Linked DNA regions of Mus musculus: regions 1 and 2 are each linked to region 3. The links are chromatin contacts, called in public Hi-C maps. All regions are on one chromosome and are shown on one strand. Each heading gives the region's core, a stretch centred on a gene start, on an enhancer-like site or on the middle of the called end of the contact. The rest is flanking DNA. Distances are from core to core; before and after follow the strand shown.

What was found. A called contact is a pair of places that touch in the nucleus more often than the background predicts.
Region 1: a contact with region 3 is called in a Hi-C map of the N1E-115 cell line, with 9 times the contacts expected there. The contact joins two enhancer-like sites. A contact is called at or near these places in 11 of 484 Hi-C or Micro-C datasets (the N1E-115 cell line, bone marrow-derived macrophages, cortical glia and 7 more), 5 of 115 datasets of contacts at active chromatin or transcription factors (differentiating embryonic stem cells, embryonic stem cells, neural progenitor cells and 2 more) and 1 of 9 other capture datasets (embryonic stem cells).
Region 2: a Hi-C map of the N1E-115 cell line shows a contact between it and region 3, with 4 times the contacts expected there. The contact joins two enhancer-like sites. A contact is called at or near these places in 2 of 39 promoter capture datasets (the C10 cell line and pre-B cells) and 2 of 484 Hi-C or Micro-C datasets (the N1E-115 cell line and nephron progenitors).

Annotation. Positions count from the first base shown.
Region 1 is chr1:64,443,866-64,447,485 of GRCm38.p6, forward strand. No RefSeq gene overlaps it. Among named protein-coding and RNA genes, the nearest start is that of Gm36148, 71 kb to the right of the region's middle. Within about 2 kb of position 1,671, at least 159 of the 459 cell types and tissues checked have an H3K27ac peak or open chromatin away from gene starts, as enhancers often do. A contact at or near this core is called in the N1E-115 cell line, where this site is marked.
Region 2 is chr1:64,065,272-64,068,559 of GRCm38.p6, forward strand. All of the region lies in intron 2 of Klf7 (Kruppel-like factor 7 (ubiquitous)), which reads right to left. Among named protein-coding and RNA genes, the nearest start is that of Gm13748, 12 kb to the right of the region's middle. Within about 2 kb of position 1,785, at least 27 of the 459 cell types and tissues checked have an H3K27ac peak or open chromatin away from gene starts, as enhancers often do. A contact at or near this core is called in the N1E-115 cell line, where this site is marked.
Region 3 is chr1:64,287,924-64,291,446 of GRCm38.p6, forward strand. All of the region lies in intron 1 of Gm35803 (a long non-coding RNA gene), which reads left to right. Among named protein-coding and RNA genes, the nearest start is that of Gm35803, 10 kb to the left of the region's middle. Within about 2 kb of position 1,343, at least 46 of the 459 cell types and tissues checked have an H3K27ac peak or open chromatin away from gene starts, as enhancers often do. A contact at or near this core is called in the N1E-115 cell line, where this site is marked.

The sequences.
Region 1 (3,620 bases), core at 421-2,920, 160 kb after region 3:
CAGAATGAGCCTGGGAGAATCATTGCCCGCTTCATCCTTCTCCCCTTAGCTGTTTTTTTAAATTGGATCTAATAAGTTATTCATATATAATGGCATTGGTAATGGGGTATAAATATATGGATCACAGGAAGAATGTTGCTGTTGTTGTGTAGTTTACATAAATTAACTTTAAAAGCATGCTACCGGATTTTCAAATTGTGGACTGCTGTATCTTAGCTCATGAGTTTAGAGTGCCCCGGAGCCAGCCTTAGTGCCAGACAAGTCTGATGCTTGACTTTTGCAGTGGAGATAACTAAGGCTTAGCCAGCTGGAAGACTGACTGCCAAGTCAAAGGCCTAGTTCACCCACTCCTCAATGGGAGGTGAAGCCCTGCCCCCTAACGCTGCCCCACAAGGGCCCCTAGGACACACCTTTCTCCACTCCTAACCTGCTCACGTGTTTGCTGTCCATTAGAGACATCATAGTGATAAAGACAGCTGCTTCAGGTGTGTATTGGTATCCGGACAGCACCTGCTGGGACTTCCAAGGTCCCTGTGTCCTGGATAAAGGAGTTGGATCAGGGATACACGGATGAGGATAGAAACTGAGAGAGTTTATTAAGGAAGAAAAGAACTTCAGGAAATGGAAATGGGCCAAAGCTTGAGTAAGGTCAGAGCTCAGTGACGCCTGCACTGGGTGTCCCAGAAGACTGGGGCACTTGTACTGTGTGCACACTATCTGCACAGGCTCAATTAATGTGTTAGCATTGGTGGGGGAGGGCTCTCTCTCTCTCTCCCTCCCTCCCTACTTTTCCCTCTCCTTCTCTCCTGCCTCCTTCCTCACCTCCCCACTCTGTCCTCTACCTTACCTCCCCTCCCCTCCCCTCTCTAATTCCTTCATAAAGCCTCTCCCTGCCCTGATCTACCTTCCTAGAAGGAGGAGGGAATGGTTCGACTGCCTAGTCTTTCTGGCCCTCTTTGATTTGAAGGAAACTGGAGAACAGTGAAAATACATCAAGTTCCAGAAAGGGGGAAAAAAATCACACACACACTCTCACATATACTCACACACTCTCACATATATTCACACACTCTCATACAGACACAATCACACATACTCATACACACTCACTACTCTCTCTCTCACACACACACACACACACACACACACACACACACACACACTGTATCATGCTAAGTTAAGAATGGATCTCGCTAACAGACGTGACAGACTAATGGTATTGGTATGGGTGAATTGCTGGATAGAGCATCACAGGAAAATTATGAATGAAAAGTGAAGGCGATCCATAAGTTATGGACATGGTGGGTTGGGTGATGATTCAGAGGCCTAGACTCCTGTCACCTGGTGACACGCATGGGACCATGTGCCCTAGGGTGGGCCATACAGCCACTCTTGCAGTTTCAAGGACCATGGACACCAGCTGGGCTAAGTTAAAGGTACTTCTAGTTTGTTTGTCCCAAATGTAGCCAAGATCACACATCCAAGGACGACGTCTCCATATTTATGTTCTGCTGGCTTTCCTCCTGTCACCTCATCCTATCTTTACACTTGGGGAGGGCTAGAGAGAGAGGGGTGACCCGAAGTGGCAGTTGACAGACAGACATGGTGTGCTCAGTGACTCCCCAAACTCATGAGCCACGGAGAGAAGACTAGAGCAGACCCATTGATGTGTGCCAAGCCTTCCTGCACAGCACAGCGGGCTGAAGGCCCAGAGGCCACGATAGCCTGTTCCCTTCGTCCTTGGCAGCCATGTTTTCCTTTCTGACAGGCTCCTCTTGGCTGGTACCCTGTTTGAGACCCTAGGTCCTAACTGGCTGCCTCGCTCATAAACAGGTGTCAGCCAATGGCTTACCCTTTGCACCCAGTTCTGGCGGAGGATTCACTCACACCGCCCAGAGTCCCTTCAAATAACAAGAATCTTTAGAAATAAGATGTTTTAAGAAAGCCTGTACTAAAACATCACAATCCGACACAGCGATTTGGCCTCGCTGGCTGTCTTCTTCTGGTTTTAGTTCACAGGATTAAATTGGAAGGTCAGAATCTTCCCTTGTCTGCAGACTAGATGGGATTTCTCTCCTTACAATGGGGCTGGGAACCGGCTCCTCTGAGCACATTTACATTACTCCTGCTAACACATTTTGAGGTTCTCTGGCTGCCACGCTACGTGAAACAGGTCAAGTCTGGGAGGGAGAAGGGGGCTTTCCCTTCCTGTGACCTCAGGACTGATTTAATTAAGCCTCTCCTCCATCCCCGATTTATAGTCTGCAAAGTGTCCTCGCAGAGGCCCTCTGATGTGCTCTGCCTCTCAATGAGCAGATAGGCAGTGACAGGGCCGCGCCATTCTGAGCGGCTGCTGCCCCCACGAGAGCACTTGGAACAAGCGCAGCCTCTGCAGCCCTCGATCCAAGCCTCCTTTGGTAACACCAGACGTGGGTGAAAGCTTCGAAGCTCTCCTGGCTCCCTTAGGCACAAAGCTTTCTCCTGAGACTCCTACTGTGAGGAGGAAATAACATTTGGAACCCTTCTCAGAAATCGGATTTCTTCTCTAGATTGAAAATGAAAATAAGAAAAGCCTTCACGTATCTGGATAGGAAGACAGACAGAGCTAAGAAAGGAGGAAAGGGAGGGAGGGAGGGAGGGAGGGAGGGAGGGAGGGAGGGAGGGAGGGAGGGAGGGAGGGAGGGGGGAGGGAGGGAGGGAGGGAGAGAGAGAGAGAGATCCCCAGGGCCTTCCCCTGTTGCCCATCAGGCTGCAGCTGTCCTTCACAGTTTAACAGCCCTGCCCTTTCAACCTGCCACCTAGGAATGAATGAAACCAAATGTCCCATAGGACATGGCCCCTCCCGGCCCCTCAAAGACTTCTCCCTGAAGATGAAATCTGACAAAAGAAACAAATTAGATTAAAATGTGGTACCAAGGGCTTTGCGTTGCTCAGATAAGAGAATCTGCAGAGTCCTTAGGACCCAGAGCGGTCAGTCCTGTTATACAGTTTGCGGTGGGGAAGAGTTCAGCTGACTTCTACCCACAGCTGTTCTTGCGCACCACCTCTCAGGCTTCACTGTCCTTGGCTTCAGATGGGGAGGAGCCAGTGGGGAAGGGAAGAAGAGCCTAGAACTGGCCCTAGGGACCAGACAAGTAATGTGAATAAAGAAACTGGCCATGTGACTTTTATATAAGTTAGGCTTTTATATAAGTTCTCCAGATTTTTAAATGTCTACCTCTCAATTTAAGAAAAGCACTCTCCCTGCAATATTTATATTGTGCACTTTCTAGACAGCAGGCCCACTAAGAACCATATGAAGTAAATGCTGGTATTGCTTCCTGTTCCCTAAAGAAGAGCAGTGTAGTAACACCTGCCTTACCTCAGAAGGCAGCCAGCCACCGGCCTGCATCTGTCCACTGCACTGGACTGCCTAAGGGCTTCACCTGGGGAGACAGCTCAGACTGGGAAATTGCTTACCAGAGAGACAAGCAAGAATGCCAGAATTCAACCTCCAGAACCCATATAAAAAGCAGGAACCTTTATGAAGACCAAGCTACACATCTGCTACATATGTACAGGGAGGTGTAGGTCCAGCCCCTGTATGTTCTTTGTTGAGTGGTTCATATCCCAAAAGCTGT
Region 2 (3,288 bases), core at 535-3,034, 220 kb before region 3:
CCCCCACCTTGAGCTTCCTTGATCAGAAATACAGTGAGGCCATATTATCATATCCGAGTAATGGACAAAGACAAATAGGGCCAGGCACAAAACTGCTCAGAACTCCTTTGGGACTTTTCGATTCACACACTGCTAAGTCAGCTAGGAACAATCTACAACACACATTTAAGAAGTTGTTATTCTGGTAATTTGTTACCAACAATGGCTAAACCTTCCAATTACCAACACTCTTTCCATCAGAATATAAAACTTGTCTAGGAACAAACGAGTGTTTTGACTTTTGGTGGTTCCATATGAGCAAATGGTACATTTTTTCAATATATAGTATTTAGGAGTAATTAACAACTGGAACTCTTAATACAGACAACAGAAATAACCGTGTACCTGCTCTGTGGTATCCTCCAAAGGTGAGATTTGTTTCTTGCTCGCTGAATGCAACTAATGGATAGCTGGTTTTCTGCTGGCCTATGGGACACACCACAGTCTCGACATCCACCTAGCAGAATGTGAGTCTACCTACCGATTATGAAGCCCTGTTAAGCAGAAGTGATTTCACAGAGCCTGGTCTTAACAGTGGAAAGGGTCTGCATCTCCATCAGGCTCTTCCTGTCACACGGAATTCCAAAAGGGCACAGGGACATCGCAAGGATGGAAAACCAGCAGTGGCCATAAGTGTCCAGTAAAAATGAGTCGCCTTTGATCACTATTTCTGTGTACAGTCACCGACATGCTCAGAGTTTTCTCAATAAAACTGCTCCATCCCAGGGGAATGAGCTGTCTCTTCAAGGGGCCCCAATTTACACAGACTTTCTCAACCATTTAAAGTGGATATCCTTGGAGCATGACTTCACATCTCAAGACTCCTCCTCACACTTCCAGTGAGAATTTCAGTAATGATGAAATGGAAACTTCTACTTGAACAGGTGATATCAACAGCAATTATACATTTTACTTAAAAACAAACAAAAAACACCCTTTTTAAGAATCCCAGAATTACCTTCAGATTTATTTTGCTTCGTATCTGGTTACCTGCCGTAAGTGATCAAGTTGTGTAAAACATGCATTATAATTTTTTTGTGGCTGCAACACCATACTGACCTTAAGCCTAAGATATGTGCTGTGCACACCAGATGAACAAAACCTATACTGCCAAGTCAGCAGGGTCCAGAGGCCTTCCTTTATTACTTGGTAGGGAACAAAACCACCGGGAAAAATCCTATTATGTTTTGGTTCACTTTATTTTGTACTTTGTGCACCGTGAATCAACAAGCCTTACAAAAGAATCCTGTCCGTTTAAGAGAGAAAGTGGTACTACCCTGGAGACGCTCGAGCTGCTGCTTTGTTAGTGACTTGGTAATTTTAACGTTTGTGCAGATTCTCCTGGTGCCTCTATCAAATACCAGTGTGTAATGTTTTGCCAGTTTTTTTTTTCCATAAGAAGGCCCAATCTATCATTTATGTGATTGGTCTTTAAATGCCTTATTTCTTTTAAACTACACTCATAAGGCACACAGAGAAAGGAAAGACTTCAAGAGCCTAATGCGTTTTTTTCAGAGCTAAAGGGTTTAGTGGAGAAAGCAGGATAAGGAGACGCAGGTGCCAGACATTGTGTAGAATTCGCACTTATGCTCCATTAATTGCCAGCATATCTTCCTCTCTCCTTTCCTCCCCTCCCCCACTAAATCCCTCTGGAAAACAGCAGAGCAGCAGGCCCAGACTGGTACCCAGCAGCAACACCAGGAGCAGAAGTAGCCAATTACCCTCCAGAATACAAAGGGGGAGGGGGAGAAGAAATGATGCAGTTACCTAGCAACCAGAAGGAGCAGAAACAGCTGTGTAGCAGGCCCAGGCTGGTACCCAGGCAGAAACAGGATAGCCAATTAGCACACTGTATTTAATGCTGATGTGGTTTCCTAGTAACAAGCTGTACAAGTCTGTGTGTTGAATTCTCTCCCCCACCCCACGTTTTCCTCAATCATGCACAGTATTACTATTTGCCCTAATTACTGTTTCTCCTCTGCTTCAAGCAACCATTATTTTGTCCCCAGAGAAATTGGAAGAACTCAGGAAAAAAAAAAAAAAAACTTCTGTAATGACAGTATTTAGTTTCAAAATCAGTTTAGCTATAAGCCTTGAAACGCTAAACAACAACAACAAAGAATGAAGAAAAAGAAAAGCCAGCAATTCTCCCTCTGCCTAAATGTCTAAGGAACCCATGAACCCTTTTCTACATGCAAGTGTCTGCATACGAGCGGGATAAAGGTGTTTATGATATGTGCTAGCATTTGCCTTTCTCTGCATCTTCAAATAGGTCAGATCCTCTCTGTACTTGAATTTATTCATATTGATTTTCTGATGCTCCCCTGAACACTAGGAACATAAAATGTCTTATTACCTGTATCATAGAAAGGAGATGTAGCTTTTGTTGCTCTTTCTAAAATACCAATACTAGTTTCAACAGGCTCATGAGCAATTGCGAATTCAATATGAGCAATCATTATTTCCTTCCTACAAGTCGAGTGGAGTGAGGGATGCTGTGTATCCCACTGTCGGGGAGCTCCTGCTTCCGTGTTATCCGTTCATAACCAAGCAATGAATCCCACTGAGGTGACATCGAGCTCCGTGAACAGACAAATACAGAAAAACTTTTAATATGACTTCTCTACAGTTATACTAAAATATATTTTGTGTTATACTCGATGTTGATATTCGGTGGAACATATACCAGAGGGAGCCTTTCCCTTATATCCTATCCGCCATCAAACATTGGACAGTTCTCCTTTTCTCAAGATGCCTGTCAGAATTCTAGGATCTTTCCCCTTTGACATGATGTAGATTTAAGAACAATGCATAGTCTTTCTTTCAGACTCCCTTGATATGGAAACGAGGGCTCCAAAGGATGGTGTTAGAAAGAAAAGCACACCTAACTAGACAATTTCCCATATGGAGGGGAGATCCACCTTCTTGGATGAAATCCTTTATGATCTTTAGTGCATCTGGTGAAATAGGTGGACTGTTTTGTCGCAGTACGCGTGGGAATTTTGAAACGTAAGTTCCTGAGGACAGAATGCACCTCTTCCCTGATTTCCATATATTTAGTGTTCATCATGGACACGTTGTGAAGGCAGAAACAACAAAAGAAACCAGAGTATCTGTTATGATGCTAAGGGACTTGTTCATAACATAAAAGAGGTTCAAATTATAAACACATTTTAATTTGTGAACACAAACAAAAGAGATCTTACCTGAGTGCAGATACAATCTTAGAGGAGAGAAAGGGGAAGACGA
Region 3 (3,523 bases), core at 93-2,592:
GTTGTTGGATGCTAGCCTGGTCTACAAAGAAAATTTCAGGGTAGCCAGGGCTACACAGAGAAACCTGTCTCGAACAAATAAAATGGTAGATAGATAGATAGATAGATAGATAGATAGATAGATAGATAGATAGATGGATGGATGGATGGATGGATGGATCAATAGATCGATAGGACAGACAGATAGAATTTTGTTCAAACAGAGCCTAAGCAGATCTCTTACTCCCACAGGCAAATCCTCTGCTTAGTGTATTATTTGGTCAACCTCAGATCCATGAATATGGAGCCTCATAAATGAAGAACCTTAAGGTTACAAGTCACTGACTTTGCAGTAAATCCATCTCTTTGTGACACTCAGAGGTTCTTCAGTAAAAACCCCTTTTATCCTAGACCTTAAAGGAATTTGGTGGTTACCCTATTCACCAAAAGAGTATTTCATAAAAATCTCATCACTATACCAGCAAAGAATTGACTTCTCCTATACACCATCTCTATGCCAGCCCTTTGATTGGACCTGATTCCTTCAGATGGCCTCTACCTGTAAGGTTAGGGCTTTGGTCCTACAGCAGGTGGACCCCGATAAGAGCTCCCAGAGACAGTTCAGAGGAGGCAGAGACTCTGTTCAGAATGTGTCCCTCAGTGCCCACCCTGTTCTCTTCCGCTCCTTCAGGAGGTCTGAGTCTCTCCCCAGACCCCCAGGATTCCAACTTTCAAGCACTTTTATCCACATTCAGGGCGGGAGATAATAAGTCCTTTGCCTTAAGGTATGTGTCCTTAAACAGAACAAAACCTTGCACAAGAGATCAGGGCAACAAGGTTTAACAAAATGTCTTATAAACTAAAGGTTTAAAAAAATGTCTAGGCTCTTTAAATAAGACATGACACTAATCCCCCCACCTCCACTGAGTGAGAAATAAAGAAGCAGAGTTGGGGTCATTAGCCCAGAAGAGGAGTGGCAGGCTTCTAAGGTGAACTGGCAGACTGAGGTGTAAGTCAGGGTAAGGGCCAGCAGCAGGCTGGCACTGCCATGCGTTCTCTCCTGCTGGCTACATGCACACTCCCAAAGGGAGGGCCAGTTCCCAGGATCTCATTTTGTATTCCTTGCACTATGAGCAGCAACCAGCCCAAGGGAGTGAGGAGCTGGGAGGGGCACCTAGAAAGAGAAGGACACATTTAAAAGGAAAGATTTACGAGGCCGTGAAGATGGTTCGCCCTGGCTCCTGAGTGCAGGAGTATGACTTATTTATTTTATTTTCCTTTGTAACCAAAACCTTCCCTGGACTCCCATTGGCCCCAGCAGAGAAGGGAGAGAGGGCTGGCCCGTCAGGCGTTGAGCGCTGGGCCAACGGGAGATAGTGTGGCGTGATGCTGACGCAGCCCACTGACAAACCAGACAGAGGCCCAGGGGAGCAGCTGGGAGCTGAGCCGCCAGAGCCAGGCAGGTAGCAAGCTGTCAAGCTGGGGAATTGTGAAGAGGCACTGCCGGTGGGGTGGGGGACAGGCTGGGGAGACAGGCAGGACAAGGTGTGACTCTGTTGCTCAAACATAACTATTCGCCAACTCTACGTTGAGTCTCCAGCCTCCCCGGCTGCATCAGCATCGACTGTTTCCTTTCCCTCCCTCGTTTCTATGAAGATAGAGAAAGCCAGACCAAGAGCGCAGACAAACGAATTAGTGATATTAAAACATGACTTAGTAGTCAGCTGCCTCAGTGGACAGCGGCTGTTCTCAGGGAAGCCTGTTGGATAGAAATGAGCTTCTGTTCTGGAAGATAGGCTGGGGTTGAAGGAAGCTTTACATAGTACTGGGGATGTCTATGCTCCTGGTTCAAACGAACAAATTTGTGAACTACCCACGGCCTGGCCAATTGCCTGCTCCACAACCCAAGCCTCCCAAAGAAAGAAGGATCTGAGTTCTCAGAGAGTTAGGGGTGAAGAGAGCAAAGCCTTAGGCCCCTGGAAAAACCCTCATTCTTCTTCAGGAACCCCAAAATATTCTCAGTGCAGACCGTAGCACTTTTCTTTTCTTTTTTTTTTTTCTTTTCTTGTCAAAGCCCTCCCATTTGGGGGGGAAAAATCAACTATTTAGGACAAAAGCGATAGATAGATAGATAGATAGATAGATAGATAGATAGATAGATAGATAGATAGATAGAACAATAAAACTTTCTTGTTGGATGTGCTGACCCACCGTGTTCTCAGAACTTTTCAGAACAGTGAGTACATCCAACTACCCTCTCCCTAGATAGCGCGGCACATGTCCGCTGACAGCACACAGCACAGGTCCTAAGTTTCACTTCTTAAATGACAGGGCAGATGGGGCTGATACAGTGGCTGGAGCATTCAGACTGATTTGATCCACAGTGGAATTCAGAAGCCCAATGGTCATATCCTTCTTGGTGCTGGAGACCCTTCTGCTCTGCCTAGCTGCCCCTGTCTAGAGGACAGGTTATGTCATGTCCTATCTATAAATGGAACAATAAAGGCCCCACAGTTCCACTGGGGAGACAGTGTACTTGGAGACATAGTGTCACATTACCTAAGGGCCTTATATTATGGGATGCCATCACGAAGCTTGAATGGCACTTCACACAAGCCCTCAGCGGCTATAGAAGCAGGCTTGCAGGCCTGCACCATGCTGACCATGAACCACTGCACATCTGAATAAAGCCCTTCAGCTCAAGCAGGCCCATGTGAGGGTCGAGGAAGTATGAGCAGCTCCTGCAGGAGCAGAGTCCCAAGAGGAGGGCAAAATGTGATCTAACACACGGAAGCAATTTGGACCTGGTGAAGGCCCAGATGGCGGGAGCAATGCTATGTTATTGTCTTAGTGGTCACATGGAATTCAAGTGCCTTTCCATATCACACTCTTCTGTATTTTTATAAGTATAAGACGTTCTCAACTAATGAGCCAATGAGAAGAGATCTTCCCTGGTTCCAGTTGTCATGGGAACAAAACCCCTTAGAAATAACCCATCTTCTTACCCTGTGAAAACCCTTCTACCCCAAATTGGAAAGCTAGAGGTGTTTTGTTACAGTGGATCTTTTTTTTTTTTTTTCTTGATGTGTTTGGTTTATACTCTTGAAAGGAAGTGTCACACATGTACTGTCCCCACAGGAAATTCTGTTCAAGTTAACCCCTTGCTTCCCAGTTCTCCTTCTGTCATTCATTCCCACAGAGCCACCCTCCTAGACCCTGTTTATAAACTGTCTACACCGTGACCAGTTTTAACACAGCTCCGATGAGCAGTTAACTGTTATTACCACGGAGTCCGAGGAGCAGCCAACTCAGACTGCTCACCCCAAACAACATAAGCAATTCCATAGCTTGTTTGTTGCCTTGCAGCACCTCTCAGGCTTTATGTGCAGATCAAGACCTGTACTGCTCGGATCAGTCCAGATCGGGGTCGCCTGAAATGGGGTCAGCCTGAACTGAGGAACATGAGGAACATCATGATTTGGATTTTGATTGCATTCTAGGGACCTGACAAATAAAATGCCCAATACTTGATAGGTCCCCCTCCC